2 separate regions of the Zea mays genome follow, and region 1 is linked to region 2. Evidence: chromatin contacts called from public Hi-C data. All regions are on one chromosome and are shown on one strand. The core of a region is the stretch at or near the end of the contact, and the rest is flanking DNA. Distances in the headings are between cores, read along the strand shown.

What was found. A called contact is a pair of places that touch in the nucleus more often than the background predicts.
Region 1: a Hi-C map of leaf shows a contact between it and region 2, with 3 times the contacts expected there. The contact joins the promoter of LOC100276116 here to the promoter of LOC103638141 in region 2. A contact is called at or near these places in 8 of 25 Hi-C or Micro-C datasets (ear, endosperm, leaf and 2 more) and 1 of 3 datasets of contacts at active chromatin or transcription factors (leaf).

What each region holds. Positions count from the first base shown.
Region 1 is chr9:26,282,876-26,288,768 of Zm-B73-REFERENCE-NAM-5.0, forward strand. LOC100276116 reads right to left here and starts at 1,836. Exons shown (of 5, transcript NM_001149985.3): 1 at 1,573-1,836; 2 at 1,402-1,472; 3 at 995-1,194; 4 at 754-880; 5 at 193-666. The coding sequence starts at 1,744. The coding sequence ends at 541. It overlaps LOC100277024, which reads left to right and starts at 1,963. Exons shown (of 7, transcript NM_001407164.1): 1 at 1,963-2,289; 2 at 2,376-2,481; 3 at 2,593-2,670. The coding sequence starts at 2,042.
Region 2 is chr9:26,114,953-26,120,501 of Zm-B73-REFERENCE-NAM-5.0, forward strand. It overlaps LOC103638141 (putative endo-1,3(4)-beta-glucanase 2), which reads right to left and starts at 3,232. Exons shown (of 2, transcript XM_008661123.4): 1 at 898-3,232; 2 at 612-895. The coding sequence starts at 3,093. The coding sequence ends at 833.

The DNA.
Region 1 (5,893 bases), core at 586-3,085, 170 kb after region 2:
AGCCACCCTGATACTGTGATACACTTCTTCAGATGAATCCAAGGATGCTACATACAAAACAATGTCTACCCTCCACATGGATAAAGGGCTCCAGTTGTATGCATACACACGTTCAACTTGAAATGCCAAAACAATATTTTTTTAATCCTTTGTTACTGTTGAAGACATGTACATATTCCACAACTATACATTGGGGAGGTTGGAAGAAAAACTCACTGAGTATAGATATCCTGAAATATTAGTTGATTATGCTCCAATTGCCACATCAAAGAATGGACTTGAACCAAATATGGGCAATTTTCCAAAATCCAAGCCACTGATCAAACAGTCAGCATTTTCTTTCTTAATCACATAATACCCTATTGGCAAGAGCACAACAATGATCCAATTGGAAAAACAAACACACAAAAGAAGAGAGGAAATCCAGACAGGAATATTTGTTCGGAATTGCCTACATGAGAGTACAAATTACACAATTGATACTCTAAACTTCTCTGATATAAACAGAGTAAGTTTGACAACGATAAACAGAGAAAATATCTATTGTGATTCTGCTAGCGTTGGAAGCTGCAGTCCAGGCCTCGATGTCCAGCCTTTGATATATCTGTAATTCTCAATTGCCTCTTTCCTCAGCATCTCGCGAGAAGCATCTGAAGCACTCTTCACCTATAGAAGTATAGAACCATCGATGTGTAATCCAGAATACAGATCGCACAAAAGGATTCATGTAGAGCCATGTGGAGAAGTAACTACCTTCGGGAATGACAATTTTGGTGGAGCCACAACAACTTCACCAAATTTGACTTTCTCGCGCCCAGGAAAGTCTGGTAGAGTTTCTGTCTTATTGTCCTTGCGCTTCTTTTTCTTCTCATCCAGGTGCCTAAGTTCATGGAAGGGCATGTCACTATTGTTTACATCTCCTACTAATAATGACATAACAACGGAGTTTAGATCAAATGCATAAGGGCAGTAGCTGCAGTACTAGAGAACTCACTGCTTCCTCCTCTGCTTCTTCGAGGCTGAGATGTTCTTGTCCAGTTCCTCGAAACGAAGGTCCTTAACATTTCCCCTCTTTCTCTTCCCCTTACTTCCCTCTGCATTCACATCCTCATTGGCAGCTGAACGTTTATCATTACCTTTAATATCTGATGCTTTGCTATCAGCAGGAACCACCAATGCCTGCTTCTTGGTTTTCTACATGAACACCATAAAAATTGAATTGAAGATAAAAAAACGCGAAGAAGTTAGCGCATCACATTCTTAACAGCATCTATTGCACAGACAACTGGCAGGCAACCATGAACCACAACAACACATGGTATGAATCAAGTAAACTGCAGTGAAGTGCGGGGCTGAGGACAAGCAGGGCCGAATTTTACTCTTACTCTACCCAGGAACTACCTTGTCCTTTGCCTTGTCTGTTGCTAGCTTGTTCTTCCTTAACCCATCGTCTTGCTTCTTGGGAGCACCTCCTGTGCAGCAATCATCACCACACCACCACCACGAGCACAATGTCAGGTCAGGGAGCAGAACAGGAGATTGGGCAGACCATCTATGGTCTAATTGCAGCACCTGAGGACGCGTCAGCATTGGCGTTGTGCTTGTTCTGGAAGGCGATGAGGCGGCGGAGTTTAGTCGGGATGGCCTCGAGCTCCCTCTGCTTTGGCGGCGGGGGCAGGCACGGTACCCCGCCGTGCGCCGCCCGGAAGTTCTTCTCCCTCCGCCGCTGCCCCTTTCCCGGCATCTCCTCCTCCGCCCGCTCGCTCGCTGGTTTGTTCGTTGCAGGCTAGCAGCCGCCGCCGTCTGCGCTGTGTTGCGGCTTGGTGGGAGAGACGAGACGAAACGAGGGCAGTAGCGTTGTGCTTAAAATGGGCTAGGCAAAAAGCCATGTGGGCTTAAAAGCTACACGTGGGCCTGCCCGAGCTTTTAACCTCACAAGGCTTTTGCTCCACGTGCATGCTCGTTGGGATCACTTTCCGCCGGCCCATCGAGATTGGTAATTGCTCTACGTGAACGAAGCTTCTGGAAACTCGCTGGCCCGATGGCATCGGAGGCCGCGATTGCTCGTGCGCAGTGCCTCCTTCGCTTCCGCCGCTGGTCGCCACTGCCGCTTCTTCCTCTCCCTTCCCCTCCCGCTACCACACGAGCAGCTTCCTGCCGCCGCAGCGTACGCATGGCCTCGTCGGACGGCTCTGCCGCGGCCCTGCCCAGCGCTACCGTCGATGTGCCCGGCGCCGGGGCCCCTGTCCTCGTCGTGGGCGCGCCGGGGCTCCCCGAGGCTGACTTCAGGTCAGCGTCTGTGGTCCCCTTCTCCGGTCCCGTCTGATGGAAAGCTCGCTCACGCGTTTGCTGGCTGTGGGCTCTGATAAGCGCAGGAACGCGGTGGAGTCGTCGCTGTTCAAGCAGTGGCTGCGGAACCTGCAGTCGGAGAAGGGCGTCCTCACCTACGGGAGGCTGAGCCTCACGCGGGTTCTCATCCAGGTGATATGCGTTTCTGCTGCTGGCTCGTCGAATTGTTGTTGTGCTCTGTGATTGATTGATTGGATGACGTTTCTCAATTTGCGCTCGATTGCGTCTGGATCTGCGATGCAGGGCGTTGACATGTTCGGGAAACGGGTGGGCTTTCTCAAGTTCAAGGCTGATATCGTGGACGAGGAAACCAAAACCAAGGTGATTGCTTGGAATGTTGCTGCTACTGTGCTATTGTCGTGTGGTCATTTAGGACTAACAATAATGGTCTGGGCAGTCCAAATTGTCTTATCGGAGTTTGATTGAGGGGGTGTAGGGACTAATTTTTAGTCACTTATTTTTTTTTTCTATTTTAGTCCTTAAATTGCCAAATACAGCGTATTTGTTAATTTAGGGACTTAAATTGAATAAAATAGATGTACTAAGGCCCCATTTGGTTCCATTAGTTCTAGGACTAAAGTTTAGTCTAAGGACTACCCTGTTTGGTTGTAAGGACTAAACAGATTCTAAATACATTAAATTCAACACATAAAAACCAAAATACCCCTTTTCTTGTTTTCTGTGTATGACGCTAGTTTTCTAGTCAAGAGCAATTGGAGTAAATGTTGTCCTTTTAGCACCCATGTGAGGGACTAGAGACTAAAGCCAATTAGTCCCTATTTTAGTCCTTTTGTTTGGCAACATAGGGACTAAAGATTAGTCCATCTAACCAAACAGTGCCTAAAAATTAGTCCCTAGAAACCAAACACTCCCTTATAGTAGCTTGAGGTATTTCTCCTAGACTCCTGTTAATAAGCATATACATATGTGATTGTACTTTTCCTTTCCCCCTTTATTTACAATTGATAAGGCACTACATACTGGTGAGGAGCAAACGAGCAGAGGTACATGGGTGCTTCGGGTCGATGTGGCTCAGCCTTTGCTTATGAATATTTAGGCTGAAGCACACCTGACACATGTGTAGTTCACTAGTTTGTGATGACGTTGCTTTTGGGACGGAATGTTACACGTGCCATCATAGTCTGAAGTGTTGGACAGGGATAGTCGCCTATGATTATTGTGTATTGATAGGACCCCAAGGGTCAACATATATAGGCAGACAGGAGGGGAGGAAACCCTAGGGCTGCCGCCTACAGGAGGATGGCGGCAGGACAGGGGGAAAAACCTCCCAACAGAGGTGGCGCAGCACCTATGGGCCGGGCCTGTACATACGCAGATGACAGCCTGCCCCCCCCCCCCCCCCCCCCCCCCCACACACACACAAGGCCTATACAAATGAACTAAATCAAAACACTGAGTAGCACGCGACATGGACTGCGCAAACGGAAGCCTAGTGTGCCGACCTAACTGGCAAGCATGGCAGATAAGTACATGTTTGGGCTTATTACATGAAACAACAACAATACTAGAAAGCTTAGCAAGCACGTCAGGGCCAGGATGACCAAGACGTTGGTGCCATAGGGACGCAGGAGTAGTAACAGCAGCAAGGCCGTAGTGTGTAGTGGCTGGAGGAGCACGCGCAGTAGGAAGACTGATGGTGTACAGGGACCCAGAGCTGTTGCACCTAAGGATTGTGTTCCTAGAACTGAGATCCTTCACAGAAAGGCCAAACGGGTCAAATTCCATGGAACAATTATTATCAGTCGTAAACTGACGGACAGAAAGAAGATTTTTAATGATATCAGGTGTAACAAGAACATTATTAAGATAAAACTGGCCAGAAAGCACCGTATCTCCTACAGAGGTGACCGGCAGACTAGACCCGTTTCCAACAACTATGGATGAAGGAATATTAGAAGTTGGAGAACGAAAACGGGAGATGTTACCAGAGTCCAGGGTCGTATGGTTGGAGGCCCCGGAGTCAGCAATCCACTCGGTGATGGATTGGGGCTGCTGAAGAGTCATCGTGTTGAAGAAAGAGGCCAGCGACTGCTGATCCCAGGTACCCTTCCACGGGTTCCAGGGTGTTTGGGCAACCTGTTGTTGCTGTTGCGCCCCATACGCAGCCTGCGCCTGCTGCTGCAGCTGATGTTGCTGCTGGGCAGCATACAGCTGCGCCAAAACAGGGATGGGCGCCAGTGGGGTGGTATGCTGAGATAGACCCACGGGCTAGCCCGGAGCAGTGAGGAACACCTGCTGTTGTTGGGGGCGTGAGGGCTGCTGCAGTTCACCCATAGTTGGACCGAGGTACATGGAGATCGTCCCAGTCCATGGGTTGTAGAGGGAGGGCCAGGTTGCCGGCGCACCTATCGCCGAGGTGCTGCCATTAGCCTGGTTGCGCGCAGGACCAGCAGGGTGCCCTCCCTGCCTGTGATGGTTAGCACCAGAACCCCGACCACCCTTCCCACGGCCGCGGCCACGACCACGTCCCTGTCCCTGGCCGCCACTGCCAGGGGGGCGAGAGGAGGAAGGTGGCTGGGAGTTGTTGAGTAGAAGGCCTGAGGTGGTGCTGAAGTCGTGTCTGGCCCAAGTTGTAGTTCCTCGAGGACCAGATCATCCCGGAGTTTAAGAAAACTCGGGAAGGGAGGACTGCGTGTGATGATCGCCCGAAGATGCTCATACTTCTTGTTGAGGCCGCGAAGAACATTGAGGACGAGGTTCCGGTCCGAGACCGGGCAGTCAAGATCGCCGAGGGAGTTCGCCATCGCCTTCATCTTGCGGCAGTACTCAGTCATCGAGAGATCACCTTGGACGAAGTTGCGAAACATGGCGTCGAGGTGAAGGGCACGTGTCTCGCTGTTGCCGATGAACTGGTTCTCGAGCGTCAGCCAGGTCTGATGCGCAGAGATGCCATGTTCCCGGGCGATGTCCTGAAGGTCAATGTTGATGGTGCCGAAAATCCAGGAGACGACAACGCTGTCCATCCGTTTCCAGGATGGATCGTTGGGAGGAGGAGTGTCGAGGAGGACATGGGCGGCGAGTTTGTAGCGCTCGAGGGTGAGCATTACCTGATCGCGCCAGCGGGCGTAGTTCGTTGAAGAGGGGTCCAGAACAACACCAATCATGTTGTGGATGTTCTGTACGCCGCATGCTTGGGCATGCAGGTTGGCGATGACGGCAGACTCATCTCCGATGGGTGGAGTAGTAGGCGCAGTGGCGGACGACGAAGGGATCTGTTTTGCCGCAGCCACAACCTTGGCGTCAAGGCTGCGACAGCAGCCTGTTCTTCTTCTAGGAGCAGGGCGATGGCCCGGACGCGCGCACGAGCTGCCGCAGCCTCCTGCTCCGCAGCTTGGAGGGCGGCCAGCTTGTCGTCGATGAGCCTCTGGAGGGCCGCAGAAGCAGCGGCGGCGTCGTCGGCCATGGGGAGTAGATGCTGGCGCGCCGAGCAGCCCTAGAAGGAGGAGAGGAGGTGACGGGGTCGCGCGGCCTAGGCAGCGCGGAGGCGGTGCCTGGTCCTGCACGTCGCGGAGGCACTGCGCCT
Region 2 (5,549 bases), core at 1,982-4,481:
GAATTTCCTCCTAGGGATTTAATCATGGCTGCATCTTCTGAGTTCTCACATGACCTCTCAAATGTATCTAGCGGTGAGCCACCTAATCTTATAATTTTATATCAGCAATCTTTTTTGAATATAGGTTCATCATGTACACATTTTAAACATTATGTATATGTTTTATTATAACAAAGTTTACTAAGAAATATACAGAAGCCGTAGCAAAGTACGGGCATTTGGTTGATAATCCGGACGTCGACCAAGCATCATGGCTCCCGACGAAGCAGAGGCTGCAACCAGCGCGCTGGACGTTGCCTGGGGGGCCTGATGCTGGCGGCGGCGGCTGTATAGGGGCAGCGGCAGAGCTCATGATCGTCGAGACCTTTGATACCAGATTAGTAGGAGCTACGTTCCCTATGCTAACGATATGTTTCCGTTGCAACGCACGGGCACCCACCTAGTTAAGAAAATAAGAGTGTCCAGAAGTTTAGGTTCTTTTCAACCCATGAACCCCACACGCCCACACTCTCTCCACTGGAAGCCCATCACCTGCTCGTCCACAAGCTGACATGAACAATCACTCGTGTTCAGTGGCGAAGCCAGGATTTCTCTAAGTGTAGGGCCCGATATAACACTAACAAATATTTATATCAGTTAGAAAAACTTAAATCATACAAATATATAGATAATGACATATATGACCATGAACGGATTATACAAATTCTCTCAATTCTTCGGAACATATTTGGGCCCCTAGTAATTTTTCGGCTCAAGAGTAGGGCCCGAGCCCTAGCGGCCCTATGCCTGTCTCCGCCACTGCTCGTGTTGCCCACCACTGCCACTGTCAGAGTCAGTGGCGGTACCAGCGGCAACGCCCGAACCCGAACCCGGCGTCCCCGTCCCCGACGACGTTACGGCGGGCCCGCGGCTGTGCAGCCACCACAACAGGTTGGTCAGCGAGTTGCCATTGTCATGCGCGGTGAGCGCGCGGATCTTGGTCAGCGCCGCCTCCGTGTCGTAGATCCCTTCCAACGCGTACACGAAGCCCTTCCACCAGTCGCCGACGCCGTCCCTGTCCAGCGCGGGGAGCGTCCACGCCACCAGGTCCCTGACGAACGCCACGTCCGGGAACAGCGCCTCGCTGATGGGCAGCAGGGGCAGCAGCTGGATCCCGAGGCGGCACTCTCTCCACTCGGGCGGCGCGAACCACAGCCCGCTGTCGCGCTTGTTCGCCCACAGCACCCCGACGACGCGGTTGCTCCCGCTGAAGTCCTCCTCGTACATGCCCTCCCCGTCACGGACGTGCCACCACGTCTGCGCCGCCAGCATCTCCAGCGCCGCGAGCGTCGCGCCCAGCGAGGCGAGGCGCGCGTCCCCGTAGGTGAGCCCCACCAGCGCTGCCGAGTAGTAGGCGTTCACGGCCTCGCTGGTGCTCTCCTGGTTGCGCCCGTCGGGGATCGCCGCCAGCCCCCCTGCCCACGAGTGCAGCGTCCAGAGGTCGAACATCCGCAGCCGCGTGAAGAAGCCACCGCCGTCCCCGGCCTTGTTGCACGATACCGTCATGAAATCGGCCACCATGGCGTAGGCCTGCGGCGCGTGCTCGCGGCCCCAGCCCGGGTCCAGCCTCGCCAGCACCGCGATGGCGTACAGGAAGTAGCCCAGGTGGTAGTGGTGGTCGTTGTAGATGCCGAACCCGAAGTCGGCGCTGGAGTCGCTGAGCCCCTGCAGCGTGACCAGCCCGCCCCACGTGGCGTCGTACAGGAAGCCGTTCTCCTGGAAGCTGCCGTCCAGCCACGGCGTGACAGTGGCCGTGAGGAACTCCCGCACCGCCGGGATGACGTCGGCGCACCCGACCTCCTCCGCGACCACCGCCAGCCGCGCGGCGCGCGCGACCGCCTTCCCGTAGAAGTAGGACGAGGTGGTGGTGACTGCGGCGGGCGCGAGGGCGCCCACGTCGGCGCGCAGCGCGGCCACTACCTCGGCCACGCCGTCCGCGCGGACGCCGCGGGTGGAGTGCCACGCCGGGGGCACCGGGTCGGCGCGCAGCGTCCAGCAGCCGCCGACGACGCCGACCATGTCGCCGTCGATGCTCCGGTACCGGAAGCCGTAGAGCACCCGCGCGGCACGGTTCTCGCCGTGGTCCGCGGCGGCCAGTGCCAGTAGGCGGAGGTGGAGCGGGTGCGCGAGCATCAGCAGCTCCCCGGGTCCCTCTCTGTGCCAGGCGTAGTCGACGCGGAAGGGCCGGTGGATCGGGTCCAGCGCGGCGTGCCCGGCGGTCGGGAAGCAGCGGCTGTAGCGGTCGAGGACCGGCTCCATGGACGCGTCCGGGAGGTAGGCGACCCGGATGGCGCCGGCGAAGGCGGTCGCCGAGAGCTGCGTGGGGCTGGCCTGCGCGAGGTGGATCGGGGCCGACGCGTAGAGCAGGAAGGTCTGGCCGCTGTCCATCCGGAGGCGCCATTTGGTGCCGGGCGAGCCGTGGTGGCTGGACCTTGAGCCGACCAGCTCGACGAAGGCGTGGACGGAAGAGACGGAGACGTCGATCGGTCCGGCGGTCGTGGTGACGGTGACGTAGGGGCAGCCGCGGACGAGGTGCGCGCGGAGGGACGGGGACACGTCGAGCGTGACGGAGAGGTCGTCGAAGGCCGACACGACGTGGCGCTGCGCGCTCCCGGCGGCGGCGTCGGAGACGGTGAGGTCGGCGACGAACGTCTGGGTGACGGACGACGGCGAGTGGACCCGCGACGGGTAGCACACGTCGAGCGCGCCGCCGCCCGGGGAGCGGACGGAGTAGGGGTGGATGTACTCGGGCATGTCCCCGTCCTTGAGCACGAAGTTCTGGAAGAAGGAGTTGGTGGGCAGCGGCGCGGCGAGGAGCGGCGGCGCGAAGAAGCGGGACGGGTCGGGCAGCACTGTGGACGTGGCGCGCGGGAACACGGGGTCTCCCTGGACCGGCGCGCCCGGGCGGTGGCTACCCTGGTGCGGCATGGTGGGGCGGGATCGAGTTGAGCAGAGCAGGAAGCGGGAGGGGAGGGCCTGGGCCGGGAGATAGCGCGGGAACGGGTGGCTGGCCCAGCAGCTCAGCTCTCTTCGAATCGATCGGCCCCTGCGCATCTTGCCTGCCTGCAGTCTGCAGATGCTTTTATATACTGCGTGTGTGATCTTGGTTGGGCTGGGCCTGGGCTTTTGGTTGGTCCGAACGATCCATCGGCATGTCCCCGCCCGCGTGTCATCAACATCAACACTAATCTTTATCTTTCTTCTTAAAAAAAACAAAGAGAGCGATTTTAAAGTCTCGGCAACGTTAATGATGATGACTGTAGTGCCGGCAATTGTAATTAGTTGAGTAGAAGCAAATAAAGAGGCCTGGAGCTTGCCGTGTCACGGTGAACAGAGCACGGATCGGGAAAAAGGCTTGCCGTGGCCGCGAGTGCTTGCCAGCGGCAGAGCCAAGCGAAGACGGCCGGCAACGGCAAGGCGGCCGTCGGTGCTCGCTGCTTCCTTCTCGTTCCGGGGGGCGCCACGAGCCCACGACGCCTTGTCTTTGCTTGGACGCGGCCGCACGAAACAAACATAACCCGTCCACGTTGCTGCTCTGCTCTGCACTAAGGCAACATTCTGCTAACATTCTCTTCAGTGCCACTGTGCCAGTGATGACGGCCAAACCAAACGACTGGTAAATCCTTCTCTCAGTAAGCACTAAGCAGCGGCGACGGCTCCAATTCCTCCACAGCTCTCCGTGCTCGCTGCACCTTCAGCCATGTGCCATAGCCTTGCAGCCTTGCAGGCAGTGGCCATCTACATCCTGGGTGTCGTTACGTCCTTCGCTGCCCTCTGCATCAGACAGTCTGCAGTTAGATTAGAACCAAGGACCGCCCTCCTCTCATCGGGACCACGGCATGCTCCGGAATCTGGATAGACGGTCAAGAACTTGGACGATCATGTGGAGTACGCGATCGCCCATCGCCACCAGCCGGCTGGCCGGTCTTCCCAGGACGTACACAGTGGGATGATGGCACCAAATAGCAAGAGCTTGCTTTGTAGCATTAGTATACTCGGCATGGTAACCTAACTTTTAAGCATACTTATACTGAAACTTGTTATTCTAAGAAAGTGATGGAGATGTCGTTCCGGATATTCCACCATATAACTTTTGTTTCGGTGGAACACGATCCAGCTTCAGATCAAAGGATCCGATCAAACATCTGAATTAGTATACCCCCTGTTTCATTAAGAAATAGGACCACAGTTTAACAGACTCCAACAGAACGTACTACTTATTACAATACTTAGCTCATCAAGCTAACAGTCATCATCTAACTATCCATAACAGTTTTGGATCATATTAGAGATCAGTAACCAAACAGACCTGCTAACCAGAATGCAAACACTCCCAATCACCCTAACATTTTACCAAACATGAAATTGGTAAGGGCCCACAGCAACCGGACCAATACAACCTGAGAGAAACCAGACAAGCTAAAGAACAGAAATTGAACACCGGCAAGCATCCTTTCAGCATCCAGATCACATAACCAAAAGATAACGCGCTCGGCATTAGAAGCATAAGCGATTATCCATCAGCACCCAGCCAAAATTTATGTTGAAGATCCCTTTAACCATTCTTCTGAGAAGGGAGCTTCCTTCCAGCAGCATCTTTCTTGATGTTTCTTTCTGAAGAATCGCCCAAGAATCCAACCAAGAGCAGCATAGAAGTACAATGTTAGCAATATTAGGAGAGGTGATGTTGTTGAAACAGCAATCGTTCCTAGTTTTCCATAAAGACCAAAGCACTGCACTACAACCAATAGTGATTAAATTTCTTTCATATTTTTTGAAGTTACAAAACCATAACCCAAACATCTCATTGGCATTTTTGGGAAGGGACAAAGACATAACAACCATCTGAATCACTTTCTAAGTGAAAGTAGCCACCTGACAGTTGTAAAAGATATGATTAATAGATTCCAGGCGACCACACCAATCACAATTTACATTACCATGCCAATTCCTTTTTTTTCAGATTTTCTTTGGATAAGATTTTATCTTCTAAAATCAACCAAAGAAAAACTTTAATTCTCTGAGGGATTTTCGCTTTCCAGATGAACCAGTATGGTTTTCTGGTCGTATTTTGTTTGAACTGTTTGTACAACGACTTCACTGAAAATCCTTTTTTATCAAGAATCCAATAAGGTTTATCCTTACTGTCCTTAAAACAGTATCCTTCACAGTCCATTTTTAAATTTTCCAAAAGATTAGCTCCTACTCCAAATAATCTTCTTTTGAAGATTAAGGAGTTGCAGCTATCTCTCAAGGCTCCATTCACACTTATCTCTTTATTAAGGGATAAATCAAATAATCTTTTGTATTTAATACAAAAAGGTTCATCCCCACACCATTTGTCCCTCCAAAAACTAGTCGCATAACCATTTCCAATCTCCATTTTTCTGTTTTTGCAATACTCCTCTTTACTATCCATAATGCCACGCCAAAATTGGGAGTCTCCTTGTTTTTTTTTCAACACAGACAGGGCTTTGCCCTTCATATATTTTTCTTTAACAATTGTGTGC